Linked DNA regions of Mus musculus: region 2 is linked to region 1. Evidence: chromatin contacts called from public promoter capture Hi-C data. All regions are on one chromosome and are shown on one strand. The core of a region is the stretch at or near the end of the contact, and the rest is flanking DNA. Distances in the headings are between cores, read along the strand shown.

What was found. Promoter capture Hi-C pulls out the DNA fragments that hold promoters and counts their contacts.
Region 2: a contact with region 1 is called in a promoter capture Hi-C map of second pharyngeal arch cranial neural crest. The contact joins two enhancer-like sites. A contact is called at or near these places in 1 of 39 promoter capture datasets (second pharyngeal arch cranial neural crest) and 1 of 484 Hi-C or Micro-C datasets (bone marrow-derived macrophages).

What each region holds. Positions count from the first base shown.
Region 1 is chr13:108,447,959-108,453,145 of GRCm38.p6, forward strand. Gm32450 (a long non-coding RNA gene) reads left to right here. Exons shown (of 6, transcript XR_873945.1): 6 at 705-939. Among named protein-coding and RNA genes, the nearest start is that of Gm32450, 13 kb to the left of the region's middle. Within about 2 kb of position 1,588, at least 47 of the 459 cell types and tissues checked have an H3K27ac peak or open chromatin away from gene starts, as enhancers often do. A contact at or near this core is called in second pharyngeal arch cranial neural crest, where this site is marked.
Region 2 is chr13:109,063,635-109,069,088 of GRCm38.p6, forward strand. All of the region lies in intron 3 of Pde4d (phosphodiesterase 4D, cAMP specific), which reads left to right. Among named protein-coding and RNA genes, the nearest start is that of Mir582, 260 kb to the right of the region's middle. Within about 2 kb of position 3,102, at least 24 of the 459 cell types and tissues checked have an H3K27ac peak or open chromatin away from gene starts, as enhancers often do. A contact at or near this core is called in second pharyngeal arch cranial neural crest, where this site is marked.

The DNA.
Region 1 (5,187 bases), core at 338-2,837:
GCCACCACAGCATCACTCATCATAGGCAATAATCAAAGAAACTCAAATTCTGAATATATAAAAACAGTAGGAAAATGGGGAAAATGGAAAGACAAGGGACCGAAGAGTACAACTTTGAGTCTTGTGGAGGAAGAAAATGTAGCCAGTGTGCAGCATAAAGACTAGAGTTAATAGCCTTACTTTATATCAGAAATTTGCCAAGAGAGATTTTATGTATTTTTACCAACACACACACACATACACACACACACACACACACACACACACACACACACACACACAGGCACACTGTTGTGAGATGGAGGGGTATATCAATTTACTTGGTTGTAGCAATCATTTTACTATGTATATATGAGTCAAAAAACCATTTTGTATACATACAATAAAAAGAAAATAAATGGCAAATCCCTATTCCTTTTTGGAGATAGATTCTCTCTCCATCCCCCTTATATGTAGAAACCCTGGAGTTGCCTGGCCTACTCCCAGTCTGTTTCCCAGGTTTTCAGGATACTTTCTTCAGTGAGAACAGCTTGGTTTATTGGTTAGCATGGGCAATATCACAAGTGTTTAACTTCTGTTTCAGAAGGCAAACACGGATGTGTTTACATTGCCCTTTACGAGTTTTCCCACTGGCAAAGCCTTTGGCACGGAACAGGAGAAATGCTAAACAGAATAAATTCCAGCCCGAAGTTCCTTTTCCGCAGATGCCTTTCGGGAAAAATTCTATGAAGTCTGATGACCTTGGAAACCACAGTCGTCATCGAGCAAAGTCCTCCAGGAGCATAGGTCGGTAGTGGGTCCCAAAGTCCCTATTTATGCTTGGAAGAGGAGTGCAGTAGGTAAGATTCTACCTTACAAAATGCGCTGTCACAATCCCTGAATCATTTACATTTCATATGTTACCCCCTTTTGCGGTTTCCCCTCCACAAACCCCCATCCCCTCCCCCTCCCCCTGCTCTATGAGGGTGCTCCTCCACTTTGTTTTAATCACTAAGCCAAAACGACTAGGTCTCACTTCTAAAATGGGTGGTCTTGATTATAAATAAAAATTTGCTAAGGTAAAAATACTGCAGCTGGATTTTGCTTTTAAACATGTGTATATATATGTGTGTGTGTGTGTGTGTGTGTGTGTATACACCACACACACACACACACACACAATATTTAACCTCTAGTAGCAAGAGGTGCAGAGATAAGAAATCCGACAGAGTTAATTTATCAGGCACTATATATAACAGCAGGAAAGCTTCACTTCCAAAAGTATTTTACTTAGGCATCTTTCTTGTTGAAATCTTAAAAGCTGCCCACGTCATTTGATTCCCCACAGCAGGTTATTTCAAGCTCAAGCTGCCGTGTCTCTCCCCTCCCCTGGATCTTCTCTCCATCAGTGAGGTTTGAGCTCCTCTCCTTTGCCAACTAGACGTGTTTAAAAGAAAGTCACTTGAGTCTTATGCTGTCCCTTGGTAAAATTAGGGACATGGAGTAAGAAGGGACCGGTCCACTTGGAGTCCCGGAGTAACGGGGCTCACAGATTCTGAAGTTAATCAGCAGCTAAACGTGACATTGAGAGTAACCTGAGCCAGGCTGTTCTCCCCACCCCTGAGGGACAAGGAGCTGTGGTGAGCAAGCACATTCAGTGCTCACATTGTTACCACATGATCAGGGGAAGAAATATGTATCTTTCAGGAGCTAAATAAAACTCTTTTCAGAGTTCCCATTGCATCCAACATTTTTTTCTTCTTCTTCTGCACAGGACTAAATTTATTTCACAATTCCAAATAGCATTAGAAGAAGGCACAGGATTCTTGTGACTGTGCAAATGCTGCAGCTTTTCCTTCAGAGTGAGTTAAGCATCTCTAACACACTCTCCAGGTCACCATATGACTGCGAGCATGTGGCCCTCCTCGGCCAGGAAGCCATTTAGAACAAACTTACTTATCTGCTTTGGCCAGGCTGGGCTTACTTCCCTCTGTAGCAACTCCTTTCTCTGGAGTCCTCTCTTCTGACATCTGACTGAGGAGCTGGGGGCCTCCTCACCTCCCTGCCTGGATGAATTCTTTGATTTGGACTGGACAGCTTCAAACAGCATGGGATCTACTTTCTCCATAAGGTATGGGGCAAAATTCTGTTGATAGGAGCAGGGTGGTAATGGTAGCAGTGAGTGGAACACTAGCAGCAAAAATAAAAACGATGCTTTCTGATGATACTAGTAGCTAGCATTTGTTTAAGTTTCTTCTTCTTATTATTATTTTTTAAAGGATTTAATTTCATTATATCTTTGTGACTCTTGGTAGCAACCCTTGGGAATGGGTGTTAGAATTCGTCATGCAGGTTTCCAGAAAGGGAAACTGAGGCTTGGAGAGGGTCCTAAAACTTGTTCAAAATGGTAGTTTACAAGAGCCAGGATTTAAATCTAGACTGTTGGTCTTCCATAAGCCACATGTCTACCCACTGGTGGTGAAAAGTGTACCTGTGTGCATTGCAGTGTTGCTGCTATCTGTATCTGACCCTCCTTCCTCATGAAAAAAGCAGGCTGTGTTTTCATCTGTCCTCTTATAGCACGTGTGAACTATAAGGCAGGCTGAATAAAGGTAGCAATGTGCAAACCCCAAGGAAGAACAAATCCTTCCAAATAACTGCTAACCAGGATGATAGTATAATTTGTAACTGATATGGTTATCTTAATTAGAATGCAGTCTGGTTCTTCACAGCCCAGTCAGAGAGTTCATTTGACAGGCGAGTGCAGCGATAGCTAAGGTCTTTCGTTATTATTATTGTTGTTGTTGCTATTTATACAGCACGTGTGCACACACATACACTTGTGCCAGAGACTGCCAGTGCACATATACCTCAGCATGAGTGTGAAAGTCGGGGACAACCTTAGGTGTTGGTCCTTCCCCTTGTTGGAGACAGGGGACAGGTGTCTTGGTTGTTTATCTACAACATGAGTTTCCAGGAATTTTCAGAGAGAGAGTGACGGTCTCTAGCTGTCACTTCCTCAGAGGAGCACTAAGAAGATCACAGACCCTTGCACTGCTTTTTCGTGAGTTTGGGGAATCCAAACTCAGGTCTTTGAAGATCATGTGGCAAAAACTTTTACCCACTAAGCCATCTCCCCAGTTCCAGGTATAAAGTTTAAAGGTTTTGCTTAAGTTTTCCTCTTTGTCACGTCCTGTTACATTTCTAAGTACTTCAGTTGACAAGTAGAAATTCTAAATGAGACAGATCTAGATCACCCTTTTAGATGTTATATAAGGAGGTGATAAAGACCTTGGAGTGATTCTCAGAAAGGTAGCCAACCTCCCAGAGTTGCCATATTTTGATATATGAATTGGTTTTCATTTGTCTAGTGCCGAAGAAGGAAGTGGTTAATTTTATTTTCCATAATGGGTGGTTTATGTCTTACTGCTTAATTCTGGGTTTTATGATAGATGATGGTTATCAAGTAAACCTATTGTCAGGCATGCATTCAAGCTCTGGGGTCAGTGTCTTATGCTACTATCACCAACACTTGATTTTTAGTTGTTTACTGTTTCTAAAAAGGTTTATTTTATTTTACTTTATTTTATTTTATGTTTATGCATATATCCTTGAGTTAGGCATGCCTATCAGTGCATGCAAGGGCCAGGAGAGGTCTCCTGCAACTAGAGGCTCAGACAGTTGTGAGCTGCTATGTGGGTGCTCAGAACCAAGTCCCAGTTCTCTGCAAGAGCAGCCAGTGCTCTTCACCACTGATCCATCCCTCCATCCCTCAGTAACACTTCTAATTCGGTCACGTGATCAATAAGTATGTCATGGTCAAGGCACTGTTGTGCATGTATTTGGTTTCTTCTCTTTTCCCCGGTCCAGGAGGAAGCATGGTGGAAGTGTTCCATCTCTTCCCTGTCCCTCTTCTCTCATTGAGATCACATGGACAATTTCTTCTTCTAGTTCTACTTGGTGCCTGCGTGGTGTTGGGACGACGACATTCTCTGCCTCTTACAGTGAATGTGTCAAGGGGGTAGGGGATGGAGAACTCAGGGTGCATGTGCAAAGTTACAGGTGAAATTTTCCTGTCTCTTGCTACAGACACCTGCTCACCACTCATTCCCTGCCTGCGCCCCAACTTAGGTAATGCTAAGAAAGCTTATCCTGGATTCTCAGGAACCTGATACAGCTGTCTCCTGAGAGGCTCTGCCAGTGCCTGATGAATACAAAAGTGGATGTTCACAGCCATCCATTGGACTGAGCACAGGGTTCCCAATGAAGGAGCTAGAGAAAGGACCCAAGGACCTGAAGGGGTTTGCAAACCCCTAGGAGGAACAACAATATGAACTAACCAGTACCCCCCCCTCCCCCCCCCCCCCGAGCTCCTTGGGACTAAAACCACCAACCAAAGAAAACACAAGGTGGGACTCATGGCTCTAGCTGCATATGTAGCAGAGGATGGCCTAGTTGGTCATCGATGGGAGGAGAGGCTCTTGGTCCTGGGAAGGTTCTATGCCCCAGTATAGGGGAATGCCAGGACAGGGAAGCAGGAGTAGGTGGGTTAGTGAGCAGGGGAGGGCAGGTGGGGATAGGGGGTTTTTGGATGGGAAACTAGGAAAGGGGATAACATTTGAAATGTAAATAAAGAAAATATCTAATTAAGAAAATCTAACAAAAATCCTACTTACAGGGAGAGGACACATACTAAACTACTTATCAAAGCTCTTATATTAGTTTATCAGATTTTATGTCCAGCCAAGGCATCTCTGGAGTCATACTATAATCCCAGTTTTCAAAAAAGAGAGAACAGGGGGATAGTGGGAATTATCATGAACATTTTCAGAAATAACTTGAGTTATTTAGTATTAAAATATATGTCTAGGGGCTAGAGAAATGGCCCAGTGGTTAAGAGCACTGGCTGCTCTTCCCGAGGTCCTGAGTTCAATTCCCAGCAGCCACATGATGGCTCACAACCATCTGTAATGGAACCTGATGCTCTCCTTTGGTATATCTGAAGATAGCACCAGTGTACTCATGTACATAAAATAAAGAAATCTGAAAAGCGTTATGTTCCAAATATGTCTAATGTTAATACAATTGCAACTCTCTTGCCCTCAATTGTGCTTTCAGTTTCTTGAGTATCTTTTCATTTTAAATACGTTTTCAACAACAACAACAACGACAACAACAACAACAACAACAACAACAACAACAACAACA
Region 2 (5,454 bases), core at 1,852-4,351, 620 kb after region 1:
CAAGTATGAATAGCCTAAGTCTGGGCTTTTCTCAATGCTCAGGATGCAGTGAGTGTCCTTTGGTGCAGAGCCTGTTAAAAGCTCAAAATTTCAAACCGTTTTTTGATTCCTCATCTTGACTTGTAAGAGAAATCATGATTAACTTTCTCGGCGCACATTAAGTTTGACATAATGAGCTCATTTCAAACACCATTGTAATAATCGCTAAGCATGGGAATTTGTGGGCTATATGAGTTCTAACCCTAACTAGTATGTTGTATTCTGTCATGGTATTTGGTAGGCTGCTTGCTCAACATGATCCTATCATCTTGACAGGATCTAGCATCATCTGGAAGAGAAGCCTCGAAGCAGGTGGTATCCAACCTGTAGGTCATGACCCCTTTGAGGGTCAAGGACCCTTTCATAGGGGTCACATATCAGATATCCTGCATATCAGATATTTACATTATGATTGTTAACAGTAGCAAAATTACAGTTATGAAATAGTAATGAAAATAACTTAATGCTTGGAGGGAAGGGGGAGTCACCACAACATGAGGAACTGTGTTAAAGAGTCACAGAATTATGAAGGTTGAGAGCCACTGGTCTAAGGGCTTATCTAGGTTAGATTAACTGAGATAGGAAGAGTCACCTTAACTGTGGCAGAACTATTCCTTGAGCTGGGGTCTCGGGCTGAATCAGGAGAAAGGAAACTAACTGAGCGGCTTCATCACCACCCACTCTCAGCTTCCTAACTGTGGAAGCAGCAGCTGCCTCCTGCTACCGCTGTGGCATCTCACTGTCAGGGATTAGAACCCCAAAGATACTTTTTATTTTGTAAGTTGCCTTTGTTCTGTATTTTTGTTGTTGTTGTTGTTGTTGTTGTTTCAGCAAAGTGATAAGTAATACACCCACATTATACCAGCTTGTTTTGTGGAAAGGAAAAAAGGGAAGGGAAGGAAGGAAAGAAGGAAGAGGGAAAATGAAGGATGGAGACGGTGTTCATCTGTCGGAGCTTCAGATTAATTTGATCAGAATGAGTATCAATAACCAGAACGTCCCAGTTTGGAAATCACGTGCAGCACATAAGGGTGCTCAGACAGGGGTTAGTTTTGTTGGGACACTAACCTCTGTGGTGGGGTCCTCATTGTTTCCACCTGATGAGCTGTTTCATAAGATGCTCAGACTTGAGTTTTGCTGTGATTAGCTAGCCAGACTGCTCTTTTCTACTAACTGCCCAGTGCTACTCCGAGTCCTTCACAGCAGCAATGGACTCACCAGACCAGATTCAGGCCAGTATTTAAGGCTGTAGTTCTCAACCTTCCTAATGCTGTGACCCGCTTCTTGCACACAGTTCCTCCTCATGCTGTGATGACTCCAGCCATACAATTATGTTCATTGCTACTTCACATATATAACTGTAATTCTGCTGTTGTTATGAATCCTGAGTAATATCTGATATGCAGAGAGACTTAGGTGATCACTGTGAAAGGGGATCATGACCCACAGGTTGAGAACCACTGCTTTAAGTGGAAGCAATTATGAAGGATTAACTGTTGTAATCTGAAAAGCCTAAGGATTACTCTGGATAGAGTTTCAAAACGGTTTCCATGTTTGCCAATGCCACCTGATCACTTTCCCTTTCCATTACTTGCCTGGCATGAGGCTTTGAGGACACTTGTCACCACAGGAGCAATGATCCCTTTTATATTGTATTTTGCTTTTTATCTGACAGCATAGATGACAAATGCTGGAGAGAAAATCAAAAGCAACAAGAGCGTACACTGGTAGTAAGGGGTAAGAAGAAACAGAGCGTTGTCTTTCGAAGCCAAACTTAGCAGAATATAAATCGTCCATTTCTGTTTCCATTTCAGTTTCAGAGATGAAACTGTCCCTAGATTAAAAGATCACAGATCCCCGTTGAATCCTTTCTCTCTTAAGTGAGACCTCTTTGGAAAGCAATACAAACAGGATGGTAATCCTAGCTCTGAAATAAATGGTTAGGCTGTGCTCTAAGGGCTTTTCTGTGTCTTTCTGGGTGACTTTTAATGTTTTTTTTTTTTCGTGAAAAGCAAATGATTCAAATGTTATATTTCATCTTTCATTATTCTTTTCAATAATATATGATATTCTCTTTTGACACACTCTTTTCTAAATGGTAGAATTTATGGCAAATTGCCATTTCAATTATTTATTGTGATCTACTAATGCAGTATTGACTACATCAAAACTGGAAAAATTAACTATTTCTACATACCTTTGATGAAATGACAGAGAAACTTGCCAAAATAATGATGGAGAATTTATATTGCTTTTTAGTGGGTTAATATGCAATATGTAGTTAATATGTAATATGTAATTTTTCAGGTATTATTTCTGAAAAAAATAACTAAGATCTTAGTAAGTCACATGGAAAAAATAACACTACAGCCAAACGTGGCTTTTTACATTTCATGTAATCTATAATCTTTGTGTTATTTGGGATCAAACACATATAGGTTCAACTATTGAGAAGATACTACAGAAAGATGAAGAGAAGAGGAATAAAAAAAATGGGAACTGAGGGAAAAGATAGGGAGGAAGGAGAGAAGAAGATGATGTAGAGGATGAAAGTTGTGCAGCCCGTGAGCACTGGCCATTTTATAAGTGGCCACAGAGTGTCTTCAGCTCAAGTGAGCCAAGGGGTAATTGCACATCGTGTGATCAAGAAGAGCGTAGGTGAGTCTGAATGTAGGATTTCCTGAGAGAGATAAATAGTGCTAGCTGGAAAGAGAGAGAATGTCTGGTTGTAAAATCTGTCCAAAGAGAGCTAAAAATAGCTCAAGTACAGAACCTGTTCAAGCAAGACTGTAGACTCATGGATCTCCCAAATCATCTACAACTTAATGCTGCATCGTTGAGCTAACATCTCTTTAGTCTTCCCTTATGCTCAGCCAAGTTCCTTGAGAGGAAGTAGAATTTCTCTGGACACTTTGAGTGTCAGTCTTGGGCTGTCCCCTGGGTACAAGCCTTTCGGGTTTCTTCCACAGACATGTCAGCATATTAATGCATTCTTTGGCTCCAAGTGACCTGCTCTCCCTTTATTTCCTCATTTGCCATTCATATCCTGGCCTCCTTTGGCCTGCATATTAGTCCCCTGGGCCCTGTGTAAGTGCTTCCAGGGCATGCTTCTAACTGCACAGTGACTGGACTATGACTAAGGTACTTTGCTATTATGAAGCAGCTGTGCTTAGAATTCTGCAACATTGCTCCTAGGAGTCGAGGAGGACAGAATGTCCAGCAAAGGACAAATGTACTAAAAGAGACCTAAGAAAGAGCCCAGTTGCCAAGTGAGCTGCCTCCCTTCTGTGCACTGCACACATAAGTCATCAGTCACTTGGACTTCAGGACATTTCAAGGAAGGGAGGGGAGAGGCCTCGAGGAGGGTGCTTTTCGGATAGAAGGGGAGCCCTGAAAAGGAAATAATGCCCCTGAGAGACAGAGGCTAAATGGCCACAAATAGATCTAAGAAGATTGAAGCCTAGACTATAGGTGAAGGTTCTCTTCACTAAAGGGTATACTCAGTCTTGCAGGCAAGTTAAAAACATCATTAAATGAAGAAAATGGGAGCCAGGAGAAGCATAGAGGTTTCAAGGGGTAGGCAATAGATATCTTTAATACCACGTGGTTAGGTTTTCATTGCTGAAGCCAAATGTCTTTAGCAGGATGCCAGGAGAATAAGAGCTCTTTAGCAACTTGCATTTTCCTCCTAAGACAAAACACCCGCCCTCCCTGTGTGTCAGTGTCCTCATCTATATAAAGGGTTAATAATAATTCTCAGCAAATCCAGTTCTCAGCACTACCGCCTAAAAACACCCCTTTTCTATGACCCTTCTGACACTCTTCTCTTAATACCCAAACTGAGGTCTGGGACATACAAGATAACCTGGAACCTTTCTCTCCATGTGAATGCATCATGCTTCAGCATCCTATATTGGTCTCCTGGAAATGCTGGTAGAAGGGTTACCAAGAGCAAGAGAGTCATCTTTTCTCCAAGTGCCAGCTCGCATCACTTCCCAGAAGCCTCTGGGAAAATGCTCAGAGTCATGTCAAAAGGGCTACCCAAGGCTGAGGTACACAAAAGGACCAATTTTTGTCATGATAGCTCAAAGGAATCTCTGGCCTCATTCTTCACTGAAGCTAGAGTAAATCAAACAAACGCAAACTCTAATGGTTTAAAACCACCACGGCTGCAAGTCACCCTAAGGCTAAGGAGCAAGAGAGAATCACTTACTATGTAAATCCAGTGATGTGGGAACCATTGGTACTTGAGTTAAAAGTTCCCCTGCCCACTCCCTTCCAATCTCACTCCAGATCTGTGTGGCTAGGAGCACTTCCCAAAGGTCCTGTCAGGAGGTGACTTCCAGGAAGGAATGGTTCCAGCATTTTCTACTTCACCTTCCCTATCTCCCTATCTTAAGGCTAAGCCACAGAGTGATAGGATAGTTAAGAGTGGAATGGGGACTCTATTCTTGCCAAATAAAATCCCCCTCTGTCATTAAATGGAATGCCAGCCTTAGGCAGAGCATGCTGGGCATATTAAGACCTTGTGCCCATTGCTCAAGCTCCTGAGGTGTTTAGTCTGGGAGTGATAAGCCTGGGGGAGGTCAGGGTACTGAGTACCCTCTTTCTCACTGAACATAGTTCCTTCAGTGGGGACCTCCATCAGTTCCTGTGTCATTGCCCCCATTCCCTCCTCCTGAGCCTGGCCTTAGAGATTTGGCCGGGAGGAAAAACAGCTCATAAAATAAATAGTTCTTAATGTCCTCCCAGACTCCCTGACATCATTAGTGACTGCACTCGGGAAAGTTCAGTGCTGAGACTGACCTCCAGAACTGCAAAAGCTGTGGTGGACGGCAACTGGGGGAGAGACAGGCAAAACTGCACACTACGCTGCAGGGGAGAATGCAATCAGGGTGGGAGCAGGAATGGACCTAAGGGAAGGAGCTGGGAGGTGTTCTGACCGTGTCACAGCAAATGCAGAACACTGTACTTTGAACTATGCTTTCAACCGCATGGAGGCCTAATTATATCAGTTTATGGAGCCCCTAAAGTTTTCCTGAAAGCAGTATAACCATTAGCCACCACCTAGTGGACTTTAAACATCTGAGTATGATCAAAGAAAGGGAACCCTACCCATATCATGCCCAAGTCAAGATGTACACAGAGGCGTTCCTCTCTGGGAGCAGAACTTAGGCATGTTGGATATCTACTTTTATTCAGAAAATACATTTTATCGAAAAATAATCTAGGCAACTATTAAACATTAATCAATTCATAGTAGAAAGCCCAAATTATATTTGTAAGTCAGGCTCAGGTCCTTATAATCCACACAATATGACTGAAAGGAGAGAGTCAAAGGTAGAGGGGAAATTACACTGCTCAGCTAGAGGGAGGTAGAGGATGAGTTAGGTCTTGGAAACTGAAGCTTTGGGG